Regions from separate parts of the Mus musculus genome. Here regions 1, 2, 3 and 5 are each linked to region 4. The links are chromatin contacts, called in public HiChIP or PLAC-seq and promoter capture Hi-C maps. All regions are on one chromosome and are shown on one strand. Each heading gives the region's core, a stretch centred on a gene start, on an enhancer-like site or on the middle of the called end of the contact. The rest is flanking DNA. Distances are from core to core; before and after follow the strand shown. Region 1 holds the start of Ints1 (integrator complex subunit 1). Region 2 overlaps Mad1l1 (MAD1 mitotic arrest deficient 1-like 1). Region 3 overlaps Mad1l1 (MAD1 mitotic arrest deficient 1-like 1). Region 4 holds the start of Elfn1 (leucine rich repeat and fibronectin type III, extracellular 1). Region 5 overlaps Mad1l1 (MAD1 mitotic arrest deficient 1-like 1).

Region 1 (2,700 bases), core at 125-2,624, 130 kb before region 4:
AGATGGCTCCTTAATCGATGGAGAAATGGCTCGCTTCTCTGCAACTGCGGCTTCAGCCAGACGTCCCAGGGCGCTCAGTGGGGGAGTGGAGGACAGTTTGGGGCGCTTAGTGAGGCCGGTCAGCGCAGAGGTCCCAGACAGAGAAGCTGAAGCATCTCTCTTGCGCTCTGAGGGTAGCCCAGAAGGGGCTGGCTTCAGCAGGGTGGACGTTGTCTTTGATTCACTGGCCTGACCCTTGGACCCCAGAGCAATAAAGTCCCCAGGGGGAGGGTGCCCTGCAGAGGAACAGAAAACCCACACCTGTGATACCCAATCTCAGAGTGGGCCCCCAAGAGACAAAAGTAAAGCCTGAGGTTGTCCAACCACCCTGGCAGAGCAAGCGATGGCTGACGCTGATCCAGTGCTGACTAGAAACTAAGCCATCTGTAACTCATAAGCACTGTCTACTTAATTCTCACCGGGCTTCTTCAAAAGTTATGACCCTCGTTTTACAAATAAAGACACAGAAGTTAGGCAGGGGACTGGTGGCACATGCCTTTAATCCCAGCACTTGGGAGGCAGAGGCAGGAGGATTTCTGAGTTCAAGGCCAGCCTGGTCTACAGAGTGAGTTCCAGGTCAGCCAGGGCTACACAGAGAAACCCTGTCTCGAAAAAACCAAAACAAAACAAGACAAAACAAAATAGACAGAAGTTAAGTAATGTGCCAGTGTCACACAGTTAGCAAGAAGAAACTTTAGGACCCCAGTCTAGATTATCCGGCTTCAGAGACTGTGATTCTGGTCCAGGTACCCTGTCCTTGCCAGATGCTCAGCAGGACAAGGATGCCCTTGTCCTTTAGGAGCCCCTCAGGACAGCAATGTATGCAGGAAGCCTGGGTTGGATGACCGTTGTCCTGCTGTGTTGGATGCCCACGCTCTCCCAACAGTCCCAAGTTAACTATGTCCCGTAGGAACCCCTTCAGTGGCCATGCCGGCCTTCATGGAACCCATTCATTGACCGTCTCGAGGTCGCCGCGCGCAGGGACGCACCTGAGGGCTTGGCGGCCGCGCTGGGTCTCCGTACGGTGGTGGGCTTGGCTCGATTCATCCTCCCCGCGGCCCGGGCGCCCCTAGAGGAAGCGCCTTCACCTGGGAGGAGGCGGCGGGAGTCACTCGCTCGCTCAGTCATTCATCCCTCGCACCGGGGCCACTGGACCGAGTGCCCAGGGCCGCCTACCGGGGTCACAGAAAGGGGCCAAGTGCGGCACACACGCGGCCGACTGCGGAGACGGATGTCACCGCAGGGAGCGGACTTCACCTGGGTGCAAAGGCCCCTCACCTCCGGTGCAGCACTCTGCAGACCCGAGACACGGGCGCTCCGGAAGTGCAAACTGATCTGCGAGCCTTCCGAGCGCTGATTTCTCACATAACCGGAAGTAAAACAAACCCGAAGGCGAGGAAGAGAGGAGAGAGGCAGGCAGAGCCTACTAGTGTTTGCACCGCCCTCTGGCGGCCGGAGGCTGGATGGACCTATGCCTGTCTGAAAGCTGGGCTTGTTGGGCATAAACTGTTCCCTCTTACGGTTTTGGAGCTAAATCTGATCCTAGCTCAAGAAGTCAAAATCCAGCCGGTCGGTGGTGGCGCACGCCTTTAATCCCAGCATTTGGGAAGCAGAGGCAGGCGGATTTCTGAGTTCGAGGACAGCCAGGGCTATACAGAGAAACCCTTTCTCAAAAAACAACAACAACAAAAAAGTCAAAATCCTACTTTCATATTGATACATGCTCTAAAATGTTGAAGGCCTCTGTCAATGGCCTCTGGATTCACCTGATTTGGGTACCTCTGTCAATGGCCTCTGGATTCACCTGATTTGGGTACCTCCCTCTCCATGGAGACCTCTACATGGAGCTATCAGGATAGGTACTGCAGGTCTCCTCTAAGGAAGTCCCAGATAGATTGTCCAGCTGCTGGGACAAAGACAAAATTCCAGACATGGTCCCGAGACCATGTTTGTGTGTGTGTACATGTATGTGTGTATACATATATATGTATGTGTGTTTATGTATGTGTGTGAATGTCTGAGTGTATCTATACACATATAGACAGACAGATAGACATTCCAAGGTCATAGAATTAGGATTGGGAGCCCAAGACCCTCAAGCGCCCTTAATGGATTGTCCCCATGATGGCCAGCCTCCTTGGTGCCAGCAAGCCCAGAGCTATATAGTAAACATTTGTGGGCTGAATAAAGGATGTGTTTGAACATTGTGGCACAAAGGGAGCTTCAGGCAGAGAGCTGGTTTTCAGCCCCAGGAGCGCACCTCCCATACCTGTCAGTGCCTGCAGTTCAGGGTCTTTCTTACTGTGATGCCAGGGCTACAATAACAGTATGTCAGGGTAAGCAGGATGGGTCAGTAGGTGAAAGAGCTTGCTGAGCCAACTCTACAAATTTGTCCTCTGACTTACACGTGTGCTGTGGTGTGCATGGCTGTACATTCACATCATGCACACTCATACCCACAATAACAATAGATAAAATTTAGATTTTAAAAAGGGATGAGTTGTCACAGTGTGGTCACACACACCTTTAATCCCAGCACTCAGGAGGCAGAGGCAGGTGAATCTCCGTGAGTTCCAGGACAGCTGGAGCCACATAGACAGACTCTGACCCAAAACAAAAGCAAAATCAAACAAAATGGCGGGGAGTCTGTTTACTCCAGTA
Region 2 (2,700 bases), core at 50-2,549, 220 kb after region 4:
ACTCATCCTGCTAAAAGGATTTTACACACAAAGTGCTTTTTGGAGGGCTCATCTGCAGCTGAGCAGTGGGGCCCCAAGCACATGCCTGCCAAGTGAGGGGGGATGAGGTGAAGAGGAGCCCTGTGCAGGCTGGGTGGGGGTTGCTTCACCACCTGCTGCTGCCCCGCCTCCTGTTTTTTTCAAACTGAATGTCCTAGAGAAGCTGATTCTGCCCACTCCACTCTCCAAGACTGGCAGGCATGTGAATATTCTCCCCTTTGGCACTTTCTGGCAGGTCAGCTAGTGCTGACTGTGCCCTGACACTCTCTACACCCAGGTGTGACCTGAAGCCAGGTTGTGGAGAGGACAGCATGTATCTCTCAGCAGGAGGCTATGCTCATATGTACTGGAGGTAAAGATGGGGATGCTGCCTGCTGCCCACTGCCCACCAAGACTTTGTGGTCCTCAGGAGCAAGTATTTACCTGGTTATTTAAACTGTAGGTAAAAGTTGAGGCCCTCCACTTCCAGGCTCCCATTCCAATGCTGTTCACCATAATGTATACCAACTAGATTGCAGGATCACAGAGCAGGGAGGGTGCCCCAGGCCTGGCTGGAGGGATAGCATGGACATTCCTGTCCCTAAGGTGGGGATGGATGAGCCAGGATACACTCTAAATCAGGGCAGGGAATGTGAAAGTCCCAGACTGCCGCTGACCTAGGCAAATGACAGAGATTTTCTGGACCTGTCTTCTTCCATCCTAACAGCCCCATCACAGGCTGCCACAGAAAGAAACTACACCGTGTGTCAGTGACCAACAAATCTATCAGACCAAACTCCTAAATGCTGGTCCTGCTGCTACACTGGGAGGGAGACCCCTTTCACCTCCTCTCCCCGCCCCACACTCCTATGCCGTCTGCTCAAGTAGTAGCCACTAAAAAGGCAGGTGTACGCGGGGCCTAGTGGTACATGGGGTAACCCCAGCCCTAGAGTGGTAGATGAAAGAACAAGCATCAGCTACATCATGAGTTTAAGGCTAACCTGGGCTCATGAGACCATGTCTCAAAAGTACAAAAGGCACTTACAGAAAATGCAGGGCAGAGCCTAGCACCAGCCTTTGCTTTCTAAGCATTAATACACTTCATGTTGCTGTGCCCTGATCACACAGACAAGGACACACACTGCACTCCTCCTTTGTCCCAGGGCCCTAACTTCTTTCTGTCAGGGTCTGCTCTGATTGACACAGGTGGGCAGAGGCTGAAGGAGAGTAAATGCAAATGACTTCCGCTCTGCAGAAGCTGACACGCCCACCGCCAGGCCATTCTCCAGAGGTAACACATGCTGAGGACAGTTCCTGCAATCTCTGACTCAGAGTGGAGAAGGGACACCAGCAGCCTCCCTGCTCTAACAGCTGGGTTGAAGCAAAGACTCTGGCGTCTCTGCTTGGGCCAGGTCAGGCCTGGAAGGTGTGGACACGAAACAGTAGGAAGCCGCAAGAAGTGGGGTGAATGCTGCGTCTGTGGAATTCTTGGAGTCTAAGCTTGAGCCAGCCTGGTATAGGAAGCCTTGGTGCAGATGATGCTTGGGTCCCTGGTGGCTGGGTCAAACCTCCAAAGTGGTCAACAGAATAGATGCAGCTCTATGAAAACTGTGAACACTGGCTGGAGGTGTGGCTCAGGAGAGTGCACGCTCAGAACTGGGTTGGATTCCTCAGCACAGCAAAACCCAACAACTTCAAAGGGCTTTCTTGCAAAACTGGTTTTCCCCCCACCCCACCCCCCATGCTTATGCTAAAATTCCCATGGAATTGCAAGGTGCTCTGAATAGTCAAGATGATCTTGATGGGGTGCAGTGGTTGTTTTTCTCCATGCTGCAACAAAACACCTGACAGAAAGCAGCCGAAGGAAGGGTTTACCCCAGCTCACAGTCTGAGGGTGCAGCCCACCCACCACGGTGGAGAAGGCATGGCAGGCAGGGGTGGGGGTGCTGGGTGGTGGTAGGAACACACAGGAGTGTGAGGAGGTTGCTCACACTGCAGCCACAGGCATAACACAAAGGGGTGGGTGCTGGGCTCAGCTCACTTCCTCCTCTTCATTCAGTCCAAGACCTCAGCCTAGGGAGTGTGCTGTGCACACTTGGATGGTCTTCCTACCTGAGCTAACCCAATCTAGAAACCCGCTCAGATGTACACAGAGGTATGTCTCCTAGGTGAGTCCACATCCTGTGATGATGACAACCAAGATCTAAACAATGCATTATGAGGGTGGGGACACACAGGCAGAATGCTCATATCAACCTAAGAGCAAAGGATAAGAAAGACAAGAACTTAGGTGGTGGCATAAGGAAGGACCCACAGGCGGAACTGGAACTGAGTTCAGCACTGAACACAAACTGGCACAGCCAGCTGGTTTTCAATGAGGTGGCCATGACTACCAGGTAGAAGAGGAGTCTCAGAAGGGGGCAGGATTGAGACAAGTGGATATGCGCACACAGGAACAGGGTTTGAGCCCTAACTCATGCCACAATAAAAACCAACTCAAAGTGGATCAGAATCAAAACATGAGACGGAAGGAAGATACAGGCAAAGGAAGATGAAATAAAAGACATATGGGTGAGAACCCAGGACTGAACCTTCCTAGCTTTGGATCAGGCAACAGTGTCTAAGCTGTGCCAACAGAGTGCAGCAACAAAAGGAGATGCCAAGGGCCTTGTCACAGCACAG
Region 3 (2,700 bases), core at 72-2,571, 180 kb after region 4:
AGCCATCAGGAAAGCCCAGACTGCAGCAACGAGACAGCCATATGCCTAGCACGAAGCAGGCATCCCATGAAGAAGGGATGTATAGTCTTGCATGGCACTGAGTAGACAATGGGTGGTGACTGCAATATGCCATGTGGTGGGGACCACAGTGTGCCATGTGGTGGTGACCGCAAAGCCACTGAAGGGACCCATTAAAGATGGGAGGCCCTCTGCTGCCTCCACTGGGCCCAAGACAGACTTCAGTGAGGTCTGAGGTGACTCAGGAAGTCAAACAAGGAGTTAGTTGTCTTCTCTGGCCAACCTCTCTGCAGGTACCCCTGCTCTAAGGCATGTAACAGGGCTGGCACAGAGGGTGGAATGGAGGCAGAGAACTGGCCTGTGATAAGCCCTAAGCTGATGGATCTGGGATCCAATCTTCAAAGCCCCAGTGCCAGTGGATGTTCAGCAAGGGAAACTGAACTCCATGTCTACATAAAGGGGCTTCCTGGCTCCTCTGGCCTTAGTCTCCCTCCTAGGATATCTGCTGAGGGAACAGGAAATAGCCCACCCATTTAGACCACCAGGCACAAAGGAGCAAAGAAGCTGGGAGACTCATTTAGTGAGGCAGCCGGTGGTTAATAAGCCTCCATGAACCATGAGCTAAGCTGCTGTAGGCCACTGCCCCTCTGTAGTGCCGAAGGGCAGTATGATCTTTACCTGGAGTACCTCACCCAGGCCACACACAGTCTGTCAGCCTTTAGCCACCCCTCCAGATATGCTTGGGGGGGGGGGGGCGTCGAGGGCTTAAGAGGAGCAGCAGAACAGTAAGATCCTCATATGGGATAGGGGTGTGTGTGTGTGTGTGTGTGTGTGTGTGTGTAGGGAATGGGGAGCAGAGAGTGCCAGAACTACCTGCAGGGAACAGTAGGGCTTGCAAACTTGGCTTCCCAGATCACATCCTGAGTATATTCTCATCAGAAGGAGGGGAAGGAGGAGGCCACCAGCCAGAACTAGGAAGAAGGAGGGAGGGGGAGGCCGGGCAGGCTCTTCAGAGCTTTCCTTAGAATCTTGTAAAGCCCTGGGGATGAAGAGGCTCCCGGAACGCTAGCTGATTCCCTGGCTTTCAGGGTTGAGACTGTTACTTGTGCAATTTCAACAGTCTGTTATTCCGTGCAATTTCACCAGTCGGGGAGATAACCAAGCATGTGAAATCCATCACCCACGCCCGCTGTGACAGCCCTGGGGCTGGACACGCATCTCGGCTTCCCTGCCCAGGCCAAGCACTGGGAGCTGGGTAAGGGATCAGAGCCCAGCCTGCCACTGCCTGTGGAGCCAGCCAGCTCTTCAGGGCTACCGCCTGTTCCAGTGCCCACTGCACAGCTTGGTGAGAAAGCAGCCACAGACTATAGGCGTGGGAACTGGCAGGGAAAAGCATCACGTGTGCCAATGAAACCATGCTCACCCAAACACAGGAATTTTTATGTAGCCTAAGATAGTCCTGATTTTTCTTTTTACAGACTTTAAAACCTACAACTAAACCCTTAGTTTGGGTGCTATAGAGGCTGACAGGTTGGGTCTGGGAGATCTCAAGCTGAGGGGAGGAATAACTGGTCTTGGAACAGTTTCCGTAGCTCCATACTGAGCACACAACACAGAAGACATTGTGAGACTCCTGGGGAGAGCTGGGTGTGGTGGTGCACACTTTTTATCCCGGAACTCAGGAGGCAGAAGCAGGAGGATCTCTAGGAGTTTGAGGTCAGCTTGGTCTATACAGTGAGGTCTAGGCCAGCTTAGGCTACAAGTGAGACCCTGTTTCAAAAAACAGACAGACACATACATATACACAGACAAGGAGGGAGGAAGTGAGAGAGAGAGGGAGGGAGGGATCCAGAGAGATCCTAGGGAGGAAGGAGGCACCAGCCTGAGCCCCTCCTGCCATGAGGAGTTCCAAGGCAGGCCACCGTCTCACTCCGTAGAGCATGAAGCCAACAGAAGCCAACAGCGAAGCATCAGTGCTTACTCAAAACAAGTACCCAGCCAGGCACTGACAGGCGACAAGTGACAGCCCATCACTACCCTTGCACCTGCACCTTATAACACACTTCGTCATCTTAAACACTTGTTTTATTAGCTGTCCCCTAGCAGAGGTCAGCTCCGTGAGGACAGGGCTGTCTGTCTCGTTCTTCACAGTGCTTCTGGCACTGACAGTGTGTCTGGTATGGCACAGACTCTACCGGATGAATGCTTAACAAATAGAACATTTCTCGGGCCAGAATGTACTTCACACGCTTAGAAATCAGATCACCAACTGAAGCATAAAGAACCAAGAGGTCCAGAGAAACACGCCGGCCTCCCTCCTGTGACAGACACGGCATCTCTACTCCTGAGTAGCTATGGGGCCGCTGCTGCAGACAGAAGTGACCCCAATTTAAGAACTCTCTTCCTTACATGATAACCTGGAGGCACAAGGGTTACAGATGAAGGAGCAGCTGTGTGTAGCTATCACATATAGGGAGAAGGCAGAGCCAAGGGCATCGTCCGAGTCCACTGTCATGTGTGCACCCAGCACCCACCTAGGTTTCTGTGCTCAAGTCCTATAGCAGGGCTGAGAGAAGGGGTTTCAAGCTTGGACTAGGAAGGAAACTGAGTGGCAGAGGTCAGGGCCACATGGTGCAGGAGGTGAGCTGGGTGGGTGTCACCCATGTTAAGGCTTGTGTAGCC
Region 4 (2,700 bases), core at 183-2,682:
CTGGAGCAGGCTGGGGTGCCTTGGCGACTGAAGCCCTACTCTATAACTTCTTGGTAAGGTTCCTGGTTGTGGGGAGGGGGGAGGCGTGGGCGTCGGCAAAGATGTGTGTGAACTTCTGCCAGAACTTCATGTTCTTCATGAGGGTGGGCTAAGGGGTGAATTATGGGGTGTGCCCGTTAGGTGTGAACCTGCTCTGCAAACGTGTGGGTGCAACATACATAGTGTCCACCCTGGGTCATGTACACATGCCTGCTAGTGACATGGCTCAGGAGAATGGGAGAGGAAGGGAGGAATGGGGGCGGGGCGGGAGATGAGAGAACCAGGAGAAAGCTCTGGCCTCATCCCCGTGGCTCTGGCCAGGGGTTAGCTTGTGGCCTTCCCAGCTTGAGGGGTGCCTGGCTTGTTTTTTGTTTTTTGTTTTTTTGAAGGGCCCGGCAAAAGCTACCCTAAAAGCAGGCTTTGGAGCCTTCAGTCCCGGCTGGATTCTCTTGAGGTCTGAGCAAGGGTAGACCCACAGCTCTGTCCTTGACCACCATGCTCTGTGTCTAAGAATCCACCGGAAAGACGATAGAGCCTCCTCTACCCTCAGTCCCTAACTGGAATCTCACTCCTCAGGGTTCCAAAGGAAAAATGGGGCTGGGGAAAGCCTAGGATCGGCCAAGTGTGGGCTGCCTGCCGGTGCTGCAGGCTGGATCTAGTCGAGTCGCAGGACAGGCCACAGGACCCGAGCTCGGGAAGCTCCTGGTCCTCTGGCCGCGCTACTCCAAGGTTCAGGCTATTCCCATGCTGGTCCCTGGTGGTCTGGCAACCCAAGGGACAAGTCCCCGCCCCCAGCCTCTCCTCGCCCCTTACTATGTATACTTGGCTGCACTCTGCGGCTCCAGTCCCCTTCGTTGGCATTGTGTCCCGAAGCCTGGCTCTTGAGAGTGCTCCAGCTCGGAGGAGGCGTCCAAAAAGGGTTGCACCCACTCTGCCCAAAGGGGGGTCCTTCAGCTCCGCAAGCGCACGGAGGCTCGAAAGCTGTGCGCAAGGCCTTAGCCCGGCGAGGGCGCTCTTGAACTTGATTTTGATTTTCAACCCAAGGCCAAAGCTACCGCCTGGGGAAGGGGCGCGGTAGGGAATGGGATACCAGCGGGCTCAGTCAGTGTTCCTGGAACCATGGGGGTGGGGGGTGGGGGTGGGTGGGAGGGTGGACAGCCCCAGAGGGATGACTTGGATCCCCGGAAAGCACACATTAACTCCCCCCCCCCACACACACAGAGGCTAGTGGGAGGGGAATCCACTACTCGGAACCTTCCGGGAATGGGAAGGTGCCAGGCTGATCTCACGCCTCCCGGCCTCTCAGCCCAAGGGGGTGGTGACATACAATGCAGAGAGGAGGGACTGTGAAGGGGGTCGGTGACCTTAGGAGAGAGCAAGTCCCTGGTGGGAAGAGAGAATGTTGCATCTCGGAGGGCCTGACAACCTTGTACCATCTCTGATTCTCCCCTCCCCGCCGCCCGCCCCGTGAAACAATCGTCCCTGCGGGTGGAGCTGTGACACGCGCGCTTACATAGGGTCTGACTTCGGGGTCAACTTCTACATGGCTTCCTGCGGGTGCGTGTGTGTGCACAGGCGTGACTGTACGCGCGTGCACATCTCTGCCTCTCGTACCCACCTCCCATCGCCACGAAGGGTCCCAACCCCATGACACTCGGGGACTTGGGCTCCACGGCTCTTAGCTCAGTGGCCTGGGACGCGGGCAGGGGACGCAGGCAAAGCCAGGAAAAGGAGGCGAGGCTGTGTTGCGGCGTCCTGAGATGTCCCCCCGGCTCCAGCCAACTTCCCCTCAGGGAGCCTTGATCCCCTCCCGGGGCAACCTATGGACGTGCAGCGGCCCCCGCCCCTGCTCCGGTCCCCTCCCCGCGCGGCTCCCACGTCCGACCTGCCTCGCGCTCACAAAATGAACCACCGCCTCGCGTCGCCGCGGCCGCTGCCGCCGCGCCCGCTCCCGAGCTCGAGAGCCGGAGCCGCCCGGCCCCTTCGGCGTCGCCGGCGCCGCGGCCGCCCCGCCTGCCCGGCCGGTCCGGGGCTGCTCCGATCGCGCGGTCCCCGGCTCTTGACGCAGTGAGCGCCGCAGCCCGGCTCCCGCAGGCTCCTCTCCGCTCCCGGCGAGAGGCCGATCCTCAAGCCCGGCGGGCTCCGGGAGGGGCGGGCAACGCGGGAGGGGGAGGAGGTCTGTCTGGAGCCAGCAAGAACCCCGAGGAGGAAGAGGAGGAGGAAGCAGGGGCAGCCGCCGCCGCCGCCGCCACCGCCACCGCGGCGCTCCGGGGACTTCGGCGCGCGTGCTCTGCTAGCCGGTGATCGAGCCTTCAACCCTGGGGGCCACAACCCCGTTCAGGTAGGAAGGGGTGTGCAGCGAGTGGTGGTCCCCTCTGCCGCAGACGTGGGGTCCACAGGTCCCCGCCCCTGGAGGGGGAGGGGCAGGAAGGATACGCTCTCGCCGGCTTCCCGGGTGGCGCGGGAGTCCCCAACGGCTCCCGCAGCCCTGGTTGCCCCTATCGCCTCAGTCCCCCTCGCCGTGTCCTGGCCGTCCGCACCTGGACCGAGTCCCCTCTTCACCCGGGGGGTTTCAGATGCAGCGCGTTTAGTCTGAGGCTCCAGGGCGCCCTCCACTCAGCCGCCTTCCCAAAACCCGAAGTTCTCGATCGCCGATCTCTG
Region 5 (2,700 bases), core at 138-2,637, 150 kb after region 4:
TGCCAGTCCACAGCAGCTGAGCTGAGCTCCTGGAGACTGGGCTGTAGACATAGGGGTGGGCACCCATGAGTCCATGAATCACGTGTGTATTAACTGGGCTTTGGCAGATACATGATCCCTTCCTCCAAGAAGCATGCTTAGGAAACAGAAGGAAAAAGACTCCAAGTTCTTTTCCTTGCACAGCTATCCTGTGGATGGAGAAACTGACCCAGGCTCTCCTGAGCCCACCCAGCAGGAGTCATATGCTGCATGGCTGAAGGGCCCTGGGTATGGGTCTCTGGGACATTTGCATTTCCCGTGCATACACCTGCAGTCTTTGGCAGCCCGGCACTGTGGGTACAGGTGTGTGGAAGCTGGCTGCCTCCTCACCTGCTCTTTCTGCTATGAGCGTAGGCTCTGTGTGCTTCCGCAAGAGCTCGGCAGACGGAATCACAGTGATATGCCTATCCTGAGGCTGGGCACACAGTTTAGGAAGTGCCCACTGTAGGGTGCCAGGTTGCTGGGGGATGGTGGAGCTCTGCAGTTTTGGGAGGCAGGTAGTTCAAGCAGCTTCTATCCCAACAAATGTCACACTGTGCCCAGAGACAAAACCACAGTAAGGGGCAACATGGTCATACTGCAGGCTGAGCCAGACATCCCATTGGTGGTGCAGAGGCCACAACACACATCCCAACAGCAGTACCATGACCCAGCACCTTGAACCAGCATTGCTGGGAGGAACAGGCAGCTATGAGTAGTCCAGCCATTTGCCTAGAGACCTGGGAGGCGCCTCCAAAGCCCTCACCATAGCATGGCCTTTGGCTCAGGCCTCTGATTAGCAAGATGTGCTAGTAAAAGGATGGTGCTTATACTGTGGATACTGACCGTACCAGAAGTCCAGGCAGAGGCAGGAGGATCTTGGTCATGGCCTGCCTGGGCTACAGTGGGACATTATGTAAAGAAAAAAGGAAAACACAAGAGACAGGTCTGGAGTAAAACTGCATGAGGACCTGAGTTCCATCCCAGCACCCATGTAAAAAGCTGGGCCCAGCCATGCTAGACTGTGGAGTGGTCAGAGGCATGAGAGAAGGGGACCCAAGGTCAGAGTCACCTGTATCTTAAGAGCTATGCAGTCAATTCTATTGGCCGCTGTCTGGCTTCTTGTTTCTGACTACCTTCTGAGCAGTCCTTATGAACCACAGGGAATGAGATTACACCACAATTGCTGCGGACATTTGGTAGGCCACTCCTTCCAGGTCCAGTCTTTCCAAGGAAACTGGAGACTCTGGGGTCCAACTTCTCTTGGGAGAGGAGGAGTGGGCAAGATGCCAGACTCCTGATGTATGCTGGAGCTGAGCTCCTGCCTTCCCCCACACAGCAGCCTTGGGAGGCAGCTCGGCCACCCACACACGGCAGAGGCTGGGTCCAGGCTGGGAAGGGAAGCAGAGCCATGTGGGACCGTGAGCCAACCCTCAATTATCCCAGCGCACATTTGCAGAACCTGCTTGGCTGGAAACAGGCCCCAGCTATTTCTAACTCTGCCACAGACCCCTCCTGCCTAGAAGCTGTTTGGGGTGAAAAGAAAATGAGCGGAAGTTATGTGAGCTGGGGGATGGAGTGGCCTTGCCTGAGACTGAGCTGGCCATGGCCACACACTTGTGTATGAGCCAGCCCTGCCTCCTGCCTGGTCCCTATCCATTTTCCTTCTTCTCTTACCAACCTCCAATAGATCTGTGAGTGCCCTATCTGCTAGCCAGGTATTGGCTGGTGGATGAGGGTTATAAAATTGCTTTAGCTCTAATAGTATTATAGAGGGTATGAGGGTATATAATGACCAAAGATGGGATGGGATGGGAGTCTTGGGGAGAGACTTCCTGTTGGAAGATCCACTGTGGTCCTACTGGTACTACATTGTACAGGGGGATTTCTCAGGGCTGTGTGGGCCCCAGAGGCCAGAATGGCACAAAAGGGCCTCAACCCTAGGAAGGGACCTGGTACCATGGAGAGAAGACATAGGTGACCCAATGGCCTAGAGATGCTCTAAGGTTGCTGCCGGGGCACCCATGTTCCCTACTAGGGGAGTAAGTGGGGTTGGGAGTAAGGAAAGGGTGTGCCTGGGGTCTTGCCACTTCCTCTTTGAGACTTGCTTGCCTAGCTTGCCCACTGTGGACAACGCTGGAGAACTGCTTTAAAGGCTCTGCCAGGGTCAGCAGGGAAAAAAAAAAAAGACCACAGGCTGCACACAGGAGGGCAGCATCTGTAGGTAACAGCTTAGTCACCAACAAGGTCCCTCAAGTGACCCACACCTGCACAGAACCTGTAATTATCTGCATTTGACTGATGAGGAAAGCAGATGACATAAAGGCAGACAGCTGGTTAGAACCAGCTCATACTGCAGTGCTCTGAGGACCAGCGTGTGTCTAGCACTGAGTTCCTGCACTCACTTCCTTCCACAGCTGGATAGCATGGGGCCATGGAACAGAACTCTCCCGATTGGACAGGGCCAGGTAAGAGGAGGGAGTGAGTCAGAAGGGCAGGCTGAAGCCATGGTTGCTACAGCTAGCCAAGGGGAGGCTTTGGAGAAAACTGTAGCCAAAGCCTACAAGAAACATTTCCTGGTCTCGCTGAGCTGCCTGCAAGGCTCATTGTCCTTGGTGCAGAGGGGTGGGCCACAAGAACCTGAGTGGGGCAAACGGGTGACTCTAGAGGCTGCTTCAGACC

The links. HiChIP or PLAC-seq counts read pairs in DNA pulled down with a chosen protein or histone mark. Capture Hi-C pulls out chosen DNA fragments and counts their contacts.
Region 1: a promoter capture Hi-C map of pancreatic islet shows a contact between it and region 4. The contact joins the promoter of Ints1 here to the promoter of Elfn1 in region 4. A contact is called at or near these places in 1 of 39 promoter capture datasets (neural stem cells) and 1 of 9 other capture datasets (pancreatic islet).
Region 2: an H3K27ac HiChIP or PLAC-seq map of oligodendrocyte precursor cells shows a contact between it and region 4, with 5 times the contacts expected there. The contact joins the enhancer-like site here to the promoter of Elfn1 in region 4. A contact is called at or near these places in 18 of 39 promoter capture datasets (the 3T3-L1 cell line, 3T3-L1-derived adipocytes, the C10 cell line and 13 more), 28 of 484 Hi-C or Micro-C datasets (the N1E-115 cell line, bone marrow-derived macrophages, brain and 18 more), 18 of 115 datasets of contacts at active chromatin or transcription factors (SST interneurons, astrocytes, craniofacial prominence and 12 more) and 4 of 9 other capture datasets (adipose tissue, embryonic stem cells, liver and 1 more).
Region 3: a contact with region 4 is called in an H3K4me3 HiChIP or PLAC-seq map of forebrain, with 4 times the contacts expected there. The contact joins the enhancer-like site here to the promoter of Elfn1 in region 4. A contact is called at or near these places in 10 of 39 promoter capture datasets (the 3T3-L1 cell line, 3T3-L1-derived adipocytes, cranial neural crest and 6 more), 2 of 484 Hi-C or Micro-C datasets (cerebral cortex and cortical neurons) and 14 of 115 datasets of contacts at active chromatin or transcription factors (SST interneurons, astrocytes, embryonic basal ganglia and 10 more).
Region 5: a contact with region 4 is called in an H3K4me3 HiChIP or PLAC-seq map of forebrain, with 2.8 times the contacts expected there. The contact joins the enhancer-like site here to the promoter of Elfn1 in region 4. A contact is called at or near these places in 11 of 39 promoter capture datasets (the 3T3-L1 cell line, 3T3-L1-derived adipocytes, the HPC-7 cell line and 8 more), 1 of 484 Hi-C or Micro-C datasets (nephron progenitors) and 7 of 115 datasets of contacts at active chromatin or transcription factors (craniofacial prominence, embryonic forebrain, embryonic hindbrain and 4 more).

The regions. Positions count from the first base shown.
Region 1 is chr5:139,774,304-139,777,003 of GRCm38.p6, forward strand. It overlaps Ints1 (integrator complex subunit 1), which reads right to left and starts at 1,375. Exons shown (of 47, transcript NM_026748.2): 1 at 1,029-1,375; 2 at 1-275. The coding sequence starts at 1,167.
Region 2 is chr5:140,122,137-140,124,836 of GRCm38.p6, forward strand. The region is part of intron 13 of Mad1l1 (MAD1 mitotic arrest deficient 1-like 1); the gene reads right to left. Among named protein-coding and RNA genes, the nearest start is that of Gm30492, 28 kb to the left of the region's middle. Within about 2 kb of position 1,300, at least 36 of the 459 cell types and tissues checked have an H3K27ac peak or open chromatin away from gene starts, as enhancers often do. A contact at or near this core is called in the N1E-115 cell line, cerebral cortex, cortical glia and 7 more, where this site is marked.
Region 3 is chr5:140,090,535-140,093,234 of GRCm38.p6, forward strand. The region is part of intron 15 of Mad1l1 (MAD1 mitotic arrest deficient 1-like 1); the gene reads right to left. Among named protein-coding and RNA genes, the nearest start is that of Gm30492, 3.6 kb to the right of the region's middle. Within about 2 kb of position 1,322, at least 28 of the 459 cell types and tissues checked have an H3K27ac peak or open chromatin away from gene starts, as enhancers often do. A contact at or near this core is called in cerebral cortex, cortical neurons and forebrain, where this site is marked.
Region 4 is chr5:139,906,434-139,909,133 of GRCm38.p6, forward strand. Elfn1 (leucine rich repeat and fibronectin type III, extracellular 1) reads left to right here and starts at 1,433. Exons shown (of 2, transcript NM_001384186.1): 1 at 1,433-2,380.
Region 5 is chr5:140,060,099-140,062,798 of GRCm38.p6, forward strand. The region is part of intron 17 of Mad1l1 (MAD1 mitotic arrest deficient 1-like 1); the gene reads right to left. Among named protein-coding and RNA genes, the nearest start is that of Gm30492, 34 kb to the right of the region's middle. Within about 2 kb of position 1,388, at least 36 of the 459 cell types and tissues checked have an H3K27ac peak or open chromatin away from gene starts, as enhancers often do. A contact at or near this core is called in forebrain, where this site is marked.